Regions from separate parts of the Mus musculus genome. Here region 2 is linked to region 1. The links are chromatin contacts, called in public HiChIP or PLAC-seq maps. All regions are on one chromosome and are shown on one strand. The core of a region is the stretch at or near the end of the contact, and the rest is flanking DNA. Distances in the headings are between cores, read along the strand shown. Region 1 has its middle 17 kb from the start of Mir290a. Region 2 holds the start of D630041G03Rik (RIKEN cDNA D630041G03 gene).

What was found. HiChIP or PLAC-seq counts read pairs in DNA pulled down with a chosen protein or histone mark.
Region 2: an H3K27ac HiChIP or PLAC-seq map of trophoblast stem cells shows a contact between it and region 1, with 14 times the contacts expected there. The contact joins the promoter of D630041G03Rik here to the enhancer-like site in region 1. A contact is called at or near these places in 8 of 39 promoter capture datasets (the 3T3-L1 cell line, the HPC-7 cell line, cranial neural crest and 5 more), 2 of 484 Hi-C or Micro-C datasets (embryonic fibroblasts and nephron progenitors) and 1 of 115 datasets of contacts at active chromatin or transcription factors (trophoblast stem cells).

The regions. Positions count from the first base shown.
Region 1 is chr7:3,198,807-3,204,559 of GRCm38.p6, forward strand. No RefSeq gene overlaps it. Among named protein-coding and RNA genes, the nearest start is that of Mir290a, 17 kb to the right of the region's middle. RefSeq lists a cis regulatory region at 805-5,753. Within about 2 kb of position 2,710, at least 46 of the 459 cell types and tissues checked have an H3K27ac peak or open chromatin away from gene starts, as enhancers often do. A contact at or near this core is called in trophoblast stem cells, where this site is marked.
Region 2 is chr7:4,468,199-4,473,823 of GRCm38.p6, forward strand. It overlaps D630041G03Rik (RIKEN cDNA D630041G03 gene), which reads right to left and starts at 2,686. Exons shown (of 1, transcript NR_028416.1): 1 at 1-2,686. Eps8l1 (EPS8-like 1) reads left to right here. Exons shown (of 20, transcript NM_001374622.1): 3 at 656-696; 4 at 998-1,056; 5 at 1,683-1,844; 6 at 2,085-2,234; 7 at 2,610-2,692; 8 at 3,029-3,290; 9 at 3,598-3,724; 10 at 3,915-4,003; 11 at 4,101-4,175; 12 at 4,277-4,425. It also overlaps a transcript of Rdh13 not described here.

The DNA of each region.
Region 1 (5,753 bases), core at 1,460-3,959:
CCCAGAAGTGTGTAAAGATTTGTGCTCTTGCAGGGGAGTGGTGGCGCATGCCTTTAATCCTAGCACTTGGGAGGCGGAGGCAGGCGGAATTCTGAGTTCGAGGCCAGCCTGGTCTACAAAGTGAGTTCCAGGATGCTGGAGTCCTGAGGGACAACAACTCAGGCAGGGACACTCGGCTTTAGAGGCACTTTTACTTGTCAAGACCCAGAAGGGCTGTCCTAGCTGAGTGCCCGTCTTGAAGCAGTCTTCCAGGAACACGGAGAGGTGCGCCCCCTGCCGTCCCTTCAGGACATTGCCAGTAACACAGACTGAGGCAGGAGACAGCTGTCGGAGATACATAGCCCATAAGTTGGGGTAGGGTCTAGGTCCAACAAAGCCATGGCTCCAACGGACAAAATTTAGTGGTGGAACCTACACAAGGGTCAGCGGTCACTCAAAAAGTCATGGGATCCAACCAGGCTTCCTAAGCCGGGCTGCAGTGTTTCTCTTAGCTTTTTTTCTTTTTCTTTTTCTTTTCTTTTCTTTTTTTTTTTTTTTTTTTTTTTTTTTTTTTTTTTTTTTTTGAGACAGGGTTTCTCTGTAGCCCTGGCTGTCCTGGGCCCACTTTTGTAAACCAGGCTGGCCTCGAACTCAGAAATCCTCCTGTCTCTGCCTCCCAAGTGCTGGGATTAAAGGGTGCCACCACCACCCAGCACACAGTTATTTTTTGAAGATGCTGTTTATGTGTTGGGGTGCTTTGACTCAAGGCCTCAGACTACCCTCAGGTTTGGCAGGAAGGCATGTCTGGCCTTGAACTCCTGCCTGCGATTCTCACCATGTTATTATTTTGGTATATGGGTTAGCAGAGACACAGGTCAAGGGAAAGAGGGCACTGAGAAATTGCACCATCTGCCAAAAGGCCTTGGTCAATTTAACCTTACAGTGTCTGAGGAAAGTGAAGGGAAGTCTTTTTTATCAACATTTCTCAGCACTCTGCACCTATAAGAGGGTCCTATGTTGCTGGTCAGAAATGAAGACCAGTAAATCCCTCCGTGAACAAAAGGTTGTAAGGTTGGGGGCTAGAGAGATGGCTCAGTGGTTAAGAGCACTGACTGATCTTCCAGAGGTCCTGAGTTCAATTCTCAGCAACCACATGGTGGCTCCCAACCATCTGTAATGGGATCCCATGCCCTCTTCTGGTGTGTGTCTGAGGACAGCAACAGTGTATTCATAAGCATTAAATAAATAAATAAATCTTTAAAGAAAAAGGTAGTGAGGTTATTGTGAGCTTTATGAAGTTTTAAATCATAAAATCTGTACGTGTTTACACTTTTACTATCTGGATGTGTGCCATGTGTATGCCTGATTCTTTGGATCCCATGGACATATACAGTGAGGCTGTTTGTTCTGTCCTTAGCAATATAAATGTATATATGGGTTTTCATGGGTGTGTGATCAGTCTCTCTTCTACCATACTGTGAAAACCAACTTCATCACCAGGTACTAGACAGTGGTCCCAGCAACAAAGCAGCAGCCAAGGGAAAATGGCTTTCCCTCTCCCTGGAAAGGAGGGATGTGGGATGCCTGGGGCCTGGGAGTACAGATCTGTGCTAAAGAAGCCAAGCTGAGCTGCACACAATTGTCCCTAGGGTGTGGAAGAAAGTTAGCCATGTCAAAGCCTACCTGGCTATAGAGTTGATTGAGGGCAGCCTAAGCATGGTAAAATCCTGAATTTTAAAAATGAAGGTGTGCCGGGCATGGTGGTGCACACCTTTAATCCCAGCACTCAGGAGGCAGAAGCAGGGAGCTCACCGAAAATTCCAGGACAGCCAGGGCTACACAGAGAATCCCTGACATTTTAAAAAGGAGGAAGAGGAGGAAGAAGAGGAAGAGGAGGAGGAGGAAGACAGAGACAGGGAGACTTGGACTTGCTTGTGCCTAGTAACACATTTTTTAGTATAGAATAGAGTTTATTTAGGGCATGGGCAGGGGAGTTGAAGGTAGTAGAGACAGAAAGGCAGAGAGAGTGGGGGGGGCACGTGGAGAGAGGGGGAGGAGAATGGGGAGAGGAGGGAGAGAGAGACAGAGAGAAGAGCTATTTTGGTTTTTTTTTTTTTCAATCTCAGCACTTAGATGGCAAGCACATGTCTGGGGGTAGCTGTCAGCCAGGACTACATCGTGATACTGTGTCTTGGGGAGAAAGCTCTGTTATTAAAGCACTACTTACTTTAACAAGTAAAAAACGTAACATTTGGGAGCCCTCAAACGCACTGACATTCCAGGTGGCCTTGTCAGCCTGCCTGTAATTCGGGTTTTTAAGTCAAAGTTAAAGCAAGAGAGAAAAGATCCCACCCAAGGAACGCAGTGATAGAGGATCGGGAGCGCAGCTCAGGGTTTAAATCAAGCACAACGTGCTTTTTCAAAATGTGGTGGTGAATGGCTTATTCCTGCCACTCGAGACTTAAGGGCAGGGTGTTTCTGTGAGTTCCAGGCAGGCCAGGCCTACATAGTGAGACCAGGTCACACACACATGCAAAGCATTCCTTACTGAAAACAATGAGGGGATCTCCTGGGGCAGAGGCAGGTGTGAAATTCTGGCTGGGTGGAGTAGAAGGCCTCTTTATCGAGTCAGTTTAGACTGGACTGAACCGGGCCAAAGGAGCCGAGCACATCACACCTCCCCGCATTATTTCCTGGAACCTGGGCAATCTGAAGGCAGAGAAAGCTGCCTGGGGCCCACAGCCCGGCACTCCTTCCCGTATCAGCTCTGAAATCTGCAGAGCTGAGATCTGGCAGGAAGCAGGAGACTCAGTGGGAATTCTATCTGTCTAAAGTCTTTGTGTGAGTCCAGATCTCTAGATCCTTACGCAAAGAGTAAAGTTAGGAGGACTCCTGACTTCAGGGCTGGTGGGGGCAGGGCTGGCTGCCAGCCTGAGAGAACAAAACGAAGCAACTGTGCTGTAGTTTGAGTCTGGTCTGCAAGGTGACTCCTGGTATAATACCAGCCCTTGGAAAACAGAGTCCTGAGAGAGAAAAAAGTAGGAGAAAGTTTGAAGCCAGTTTGGACCACATAAAAAAATAGACTCTGTATCTAAAACATAACTGGGGCCAGGTGTGGTGATAGGCATCTTTAAGCCAGTATTTGAGAGTCGAAGGCAGGAGGATGTCTGTGAGTTCAAGGCCTCTCCTGCTCTATATAGCAATTTCAGGACAGCCTCTACTCGGAGAGGCTCTCTCTCAAAACCACAATAAGCCAGGTGGTGGTGGCACAGGCCTTTAATCCCAGCACCACTTGGAAGGCAGAGGCAGAGGCAGGCGGATTTATGAGTTTGAGGCCAGCCTGAGTGAGTTCCAGGACAGCCAGGGCTACACAGAGAAACCCTGTCTCAAAAAAAACAAAAAACCAAAAAAAAAAAAAAAAAACCAATAACTGGTTGGTGACTCCTGTCTCTTATTCTAGCACTTAACAGGCTGAGGCAGGAGAATTACTGTAAATCCCAAGGCACTCTGTGCTAGACAGTAAGACCTTGTCTGAAAGAAACTGTATATAGCAGGCATAGTGGCAAATGCCTGTTATCCGAGCATTCAGGTAGAAAAACAAGAGGATCAGGAATTTGAGGTCATACTTGACTAGACAACTAGTTTCAAGCCAGGCAGAATTATATGAGATTCAGTACCATGCAAGCAAAACAAAAACTTCCAGAGGTGGTGCCATGTGTATTTAAGGTCAGGAGATAGATCTCTTTGAATTCAAGGCCTCCCTGGTCTACACAGTGAAACCCTACCGAAAATAAACACACACACACATGCAAGTGGTTCTCTGTGTTTGAGGCCATGGTCTATGGAGCAAATTCCAGAACAGCCAGGCCTACACAGAGAAACCCTATTTTGAAAAACCAAAACTGGGGCTAGTGAGATGGCTCAGCAGGTAAGACTACTCTCCTGGGGGTCCTGAGTTCAAATCGAGCCAGCAGAAGTACTGAGTTCAATTCCCAGCAACCACATGGTGGCTCACAACCATCCCTGTAATAAGATCTGACACCCTCTTCTGGTCTGTCTAAAGATAGCTACAGTGTACTCACATATAATAATAAAATAATAAGGGCTGGTGAGATGGCTCAGTGGGTAAGAGCACCTGACTGCTCTTCCGAAGGTCCAGAGTTCAAATCCCAGCAACCACATGGTGGCTCACAACCATCTGTAACGAGATCTGACTCCCTCTTCTGGAGTGTCTGAAGACAGCTACAGTGTACTTACATATAATAATAAATAAATCTTTAAAAAATATATAATAATAATAATAAAATAATAAATGAATCTTTGGGCTAGAAGGAGCGGGGTCCCCAAGCGAGCAGAAGTACTGAGTTCAATTCCCAGCAACAAAGTGATGGCTCACAACCATCTGTATAGCTACAGTGTGCTCAAATACATAAAATAAATAAATCTTTGGGTGGGGGCAGGGTTTCTCTGTATAGCCCTGGCTGTTCTGGAACTCACTCTGTAGACCAGGCTGGCCTCGAACTCAGATATCCATCTGCCTCTGCCTCCTGAGTGCTGGGATTAAAGGCCTGTGCCACCTCGCCCGGCTAAGAATAAATTGCTTAGGAAATATTACCTTACACAGAAGTAGAATTTAGCTGAAGGGCCTCACATCAATATGACTACAAGATAACTAGCATCCTGAACTAGCGGGACTTTTTATTTAAGATTGATTTATTTTTACTTGCATTGGTGCTTTGTCTACAAGTTTATCTGTGTGAGGGCTCCATATCCCCTGGACCTGGAGTTACAGGCAGCTGTGACCTGCCATGTGGTTACTAGGAATTGTACCTGGGTCCTCTGGAAGAGCAGACAGTGCTCTTAACCACTCAGCCATCTCTCTAGTCACTTAAACAGACTTCTTAGAAACTAGAATAAAGTAGAACTGAGAGGTTCGTGATTAGTCTGTGGTTACCAAAGAAGTATTTTTATCTTTCTCTCCTTCTTCCTCCCTTCCAAAAGATATTCTTGTGTATCCCTGACTGTCCTGGAACTCACTTAGGTAGTGGCCTAAGCAGGCCTCAAACTCAAAGATCTCACTGTCTCTGCCTATCAAATGCTGGAACTAAAGGCCAGTGCTATCACACCCCGATAAGATGTATCCCTACCCCACCCCTCTCTGTCTACCAGAACTGTGACCTATTAGGCTCTGTTCTCATACCAAAAGGAACTTAATTATGCCGGCCAGCCAGAAGGGCCCGGTCCTCTTATCAGTTCACTAGGCTGGCAGGATGTCCCTGGTTAACAGCCACCTAAACAAAGAACAGCAGCCTGTTTTTTAAAGAGGGTGGGGTGGGGGAAGGGCTATGGGAGGGAAAGAGACTGAGGCATAAAGTGAGTAAATAAATTAAAAAGAAAACAAAAAGAGTAAACTGAGTGGCAGGGTACACACCTTTAATCCCAGGATTTGGTAGGGGAGGGCAGCAGGATCTATAAGTTCAAGGCCACCCAAGGACAGTCAAGGCTACACTGGGGAAACTCTTGTCTCCAACAACAAAAAACAAAACAAAACAAAGTAAAGATGTCTTTGCTATGTAAATCTCCCATTTGTCCCTACTGGCCAAGCTTGCAGTTTCTGTGTCTGTAAAACCTTGTTTAAAGTGTGACCTGGGGACAGCTGACTTGTATGTCTGTTTACAACTGACTTAAAATCTATACAAGTGGCAGATAATTTCTGTTCAAAATGGGTGTCTCTTTGGGTGTTTAAGCAGAATTGGATGCCTTAAAGAGTTTTA
Region 2 (5,625 bases), core at 1,436-3,935, 1.3 Mb after region 1:
TCCTAAGCTACATAGTGATTTCAAGACTCTATCTCAAAATTGCAAAAGCATTTTTACTAAAAGAGAGCGCAGGGAGGGGCTGGGCATAGTGGTACATGCTCTTAATTCTAGCAGCTGGTAGGCAGAGGCAGGAGGATATCTATGAGTTTGAGGCCTGGTCTACTGTAGTGAATTTCAGAACAGCTAGAGCTTCACAGCTGGTTGTGAGCAGCCTGGCCTGGTTACCCAGAACTGAACAAGGGTCCTCCATCTCAGGGTGAGAGGGGGAGAGAGAGAGGGAGAGGCAGGCAGACAGACAGACAGAAATAGAATATTTGAATCCAGGTTTGTGCGATGTAGCGGTCACACACACACATTATCACATCATATGTCTTGATTTTTTGAGACAGGGTTGCTCTATGTAACAGTCCTGGCTATCCTGGAACTCTCTTTGTACACCAGGCCTCGAACTCACACCTCTGCCTCCTGACTGCTGGAATTAAAGGCATGCACCACTACACCCAGCTTATACCATACCATCTTCTTTAACTCTGGTGTGTCCTGCTCTCACCTGCTCAGACCTTGCACGGCTCTCCATTACCCTCCCTGATGCATGCCTGCAGGGTCTATCCCCAGCCCCACCATCCTCCTAACCCCTTATTTTCTTCTTCACCAGGCCTGAAGCTGCACCCAAACCAAGTGCAAAGTCTATCTATGGTAAGCTTGAGGGTTAAGGCGACCAAGAACAAGGCTCTTGGGAGAAGAGAGAATACAGTCTGTCGTTTTGAGAGGAGGAGGAGGGGACAGAATCTGGGCTCTTGGATCTGAGAGAGAAGAGCTGGGGTCAGGGATCCTAGGTCTGAGGGAGGATGGCTGCAGTCTGGACTCCTGGGTCTGAGGGAGGAGAGCTGGAGTCTAGACTCCTCCTTCTGAGGGAGAAGGGCTAGCTAGCATCAGGGTCTAAGGAACCAGGCTGCAGTCTGACTCTTGCATGCACTTCCCCCTCTCCCCTCCTTAGAACAGAGAAAACGTTACTCCACCGTGGTTATGGCTGACGTGTCCCAGTATCATGTCAATGTGAGTCTGGGGTCTATGTTTCTCTAAGACGTTTCCTGGGGAGAGGTGAGCCTGAAGTGATAGGCCTTTTGAAAACAGGGACTGGGGACGGGGGCAGCCATCAGGATGTAAAGTGAATAAATAAGAAAGAGAGAGAGGGAGGCAGGAGGAAGGGAGGGAAAAAGAAGGAAAGAAAGAAGGAAGAGACTAGGAAAACTCAGCTCTTCTCTCCCCATGAACATCCGTCCCTGTTGCCTGAGAACTCAGTTCTGTCTGATCTTCCTCTGAGCCATCCCCAGTGCAGGATGCAGGACCAAATCGGCCACGGTTCCATGGTCCAGGAGAGGGTGTGGATGTCATAATGCAAAGCAGAGGAGGCACTTACAAGAGTTCAATCCTTATTATTTGTTGCCCTTGAGAAGCCTCCAATCTTGGTTTGAAGATGTCCTAATTGGAAGGAAATCTAATCAGTGCTGGCCACTGAAGGAGCTGAAGGGTCTGAGGGAGGGAGACTGAGGTCTGGATTCAAAGGGTCTGAGGAAAGCATTCTGGGGAAGTATGGCTAGGCTGAACAGGAGCTCCCTCTAGAAGCTCAGCAACAGCTTGGCATAGCCTGGGACTCAGCTACCTACTCTGTCTCCTGCCAGCACCTGGTCACCTTCTGCTTGGGGGAAGAAGATGGCGTGCACACTGTGGAAGATGCTTCCAGAAAGCTGGCAGTCATGGACAGCCAGGGGCGTGTCTGGGCACAGGAGATGCTACTGAGAGTGTCACCTAGTCAAGTCACTCTGCTTGATCCAGTCTCCAAGGTGCCAGAGAGCAATTGGGTGGAAGAGAGAAATGGGGCTGAGATCTGAGGGTGAATCTTGGCTCCGAAGCGTCCTTCCCCTGGGAACTTTGGCAAGCTATCCTTTGAAGCCTAGGTTATTAAACAGGGTGTTATTTCTAGGCCCCTGAACTCTTTCGGTTGCCTTGCCCCAAGTCCTGGACACTGCTCTAGCAGTCATAGGAATCTGTGCCTCCGTTTACCCTGCGACCCCGTCCTGCAGGAAGAACTAGAGTCATATCCTCTCGATGCCATCGTACGCTGCGACGCGGTGATGCCCCGAGGACGGAGCCGTTCATTGCTGCTCCTGGTGTGCCAGGAGCCAGAGCGTGCACAGCCGGATGTTCATTTCTTCCAGGGCCTGCTCCTCGGAGTGAGTGGGCGTGGCTCCGGGTGGCTTTTTTTTCTAGTAGAGAATCAGAGGCGGGGCTTCCATGTTTGGGGCGGGGCCTTGGCAAACGGGGACATAGCCTAGGAAAGCAGGTCTGAGAGGGAACCAGAATTGAGGACAGGTTGAATGAACTCTAGACCATGACTGAATGTGACGATGGGAAGAAGATGCAGAACAAAGGCTTTGAGAAAAACATAAAAAAGATGGTTGGAAGCAGGCAGGCAGGCAGGCAGAACCAAGATGGGGTCCATGGGGTTTGTCCAAGACAGTCGGAGGCAAAGCGCTGAGAACAAGAAAGAGTCCTGGGCAGGCAATGGGTGGGGCGTAAGAGGGGAGATCTTAAAGTATGATTGACAGGCGGAGCTGATCCGTGAGGACATCCAAGGGGCTCTGCAGAACTACCGCTCCGGACGTGGAGAACGCAGGGCAGCAGCGCTCAGGTGAGGAGAAGGGGGAAGCAGATGCAGAGCGCACTGAAAAAAAAAATTCTCCCATCTATGGACCTCACTCTCCTCAGCTAAGAAATGAGCTTGGTACGAACAGCCTAGAGTGTTGAATGTGGTCACAAATTAGCCTTGGCCAGGTCTTACCTGTACCTCCCAGACAAGGTGACCGCTCCGCTCCAGTCTTCTACTTTAGCCTGTCTTGGTCTTTGGTTTCTCCATCTTCGTATCCAGTTTCTCATTATGAAATGCCCAGCCTTCGTTTGACCGCCCCCCCCCCTTCCTGATCCCATCGGTTGCCCCAGCCTCGGTCTCCCCTTTTTCTTAACTCAGGGCGACGCAGGAGGAGCTGCGACGCGGCGCCTCTCCAGCAGCGGAGACCCCGCCCTTACAGCGTCGCCCGTCTGTCCGCCTGGTGATCAACACCGTGGAACCATCCGCAGTCCGCGGGCGACCCCAAGTGGAGTCAATTCCAGAGACTGAGGAAGCAAGGAAACCCGACCAAGCTCGCACGACTAGCAGTGCTGACCCTACCTCCCCAGACTTGGGCCCAAGAGGACCTGAGCTGGCGGGTCTGCAGGCAGAGCGGGATGTGGTGAGCTTGAGTGAGAGGCACCAGCTAGGAGAAAAAGATTTCCTTGACAATCAAGTCAGTCTTGGAGTGGGGAACGAGATTCAGGAACGTGGCACGTCTAGGTGTGACTAGCTGACAAGATGCTGGGTCGGGGATGGGAGTTAATTCTAGAAGTATGGCTAGAGTCTTTGATATAGACCACCCACTGCTCCAGTTATGGGCATGGCCTGACGTAGGGGGTGTGTCCAGGAGTTCAGATTGGAGCCCTGGACCTAGACCAGAGTCTGAGACTCAGGAGCACCACTCTTACCTCTCTTGCTTATGGTAGGATATTCTGAACCACGTGTTTGACGACGTGGAGAGTTTTGTATCCAGACTGCAAAAATCAGCAGAGGCTACCCGGGTTTTGGAGCACCGCGAGAGAGGCCGCAGGACACGACGCCGAGCTGCGGGAGGTAAGGGGCTTCCACATGGACCGAGAACACACCTTCCTGAGTGATGTCCAAATATCCTCTCCCCCTGGGGTCTCCCACCACCAGCCAGGTCTGACTTCCTAAGGCCACCCGTTTGGGTGTTTACACCTTTGGAATTGTTGTCTAATGCTTTCTTGGTGTCCCCACAACCTCACCTGCTCTCTCCGCACAGAGGGTCTGCTGACACTGAGGGCCAAGCCACCCACTGAGGCTGAGTACACCGACGTGCTTCAGAAAATCAAATACGCCTTCAGTCTGCTGGTGAGGATGCATCCATTGCTGGGCGTCGATGGAGTGAGGGCACTTTGACCCATCCATCATTCGTGCACTAATAAGAAATGACCTCCTTTCGTTCCAGGCCCGGTTGCGAGGCAACATCGCCAACCCCTCCTCTCCAGAGCTGTTGCACTTTCTGTTTGGACCTCTGCAGATGGTGAGGCTCATCTTAGCCCTCAGGGCTCCCCTGCTTTAGAAGGATTAAGATTCGACTTCAAGAAGGTCTTGTTGGCATGCTCATTTCTGTTGGCCTGGTAGATTGTGAACACTTCAGGCGGCCCTGAGTTCGCGAAGAGTGTGCGACGACCGCATTTGACGTTGGAGGCTGTGACTCTGCTCCGCGACAATGTCACTCCTGGTGAAAATGAACTATGGACCTCGCTGGGAGACTCCTGGACCTGCCCAGGGTGAGAGGGGAAACTAGAGTGTAGAGGTTTGACTTGGCTGCAGGACACTGCTAAATTTGAGGAGGGGACGAGACTTAAGATAAATGCCAGGATTCAACTGGAGAACATGCTCGAAATTAGCGTGAGGGAAAGGTTTAACATCTAATCAGATAGTTGGATTGAAGCAAATGGTGGGGCTTAGAGAATTTAGAGACAGACTACGGGGCAAGGAGGGTTGTTAGGCAAGTGGGACTCAGCTACAAGGAAAATGTGGGACATACAGGAAGTTGAAAAGGAGTCTGTCCTTGGAGGCTTTCAGGGAGAGCACGGAGCTCAGACTGGGAGCGGGTAAAGGGCAAGATGGATTGATGTAAGTGTTGAGAAAGTAGCCAGAAGCTCCAGAAGCTCGGCCAGTGGCGCTGTTGTCCCAGCTCTCGGTTGGTGACACAGGAAGAACAGAAGTTGAAGATTACCCTCCACTAGAAAGCAAGCTGGAGACCCTGTCACAAAAATGGGGTCTTTGGAGGTGTGAGTTTCTACAGGAATCTACGTCATTGCAGACAAAGATATTTGCCTCCACAAAACTGTCCTCCGACTTCCACATGTGCTCACCCACACCTACACACTCACAATAAGTGAACAGATAAATATTTTTAGGTAATCAAACACTTGTGAAATAGTCAGGAGAGTGTCTGCAAGTCAAGGCTAGACTAGTCTGAAAAGCTAGTTCCAGGCTAGCCTGGGCTATCAGGACTGCTCAGACTTCCCACCCTCCAAAACAGGAAAAGCTTTGGCCTCAGAGGCTGGGGGAAGCATGACAGTGGACCCAGTGTGTTTAGAAATATAATTAATGGGTGCTTAGGGCATACACTGCTCTTCCAGGGAACCCACATGGTGGCTCACAACTGTCTGTAACTCCAGTTCCAGGGAACCTGATGCCCTCTTCTGTTTGCTATGAGCACCAGGTACACACATGGTGCACACAGTTACATACATACAGACACATAAAATAGTTAGTTAGTTAGTTAGTTAGTTAGTTAGTTATGAGACAAGGCTTCTCTGTGTAGCCCTGGCTGTCCTGGAACTCACTCTGTAGACCTACTGGCCTTGAACTCAGAGATCTGCCTGCCTCTGCCTCCCAAGTGCTGGGATCAAAGTTATGGCCACTACCTCCTGGCTTAATTTTTTTTTTTTTTTAAGAAAGAAATATAATGTATTGAG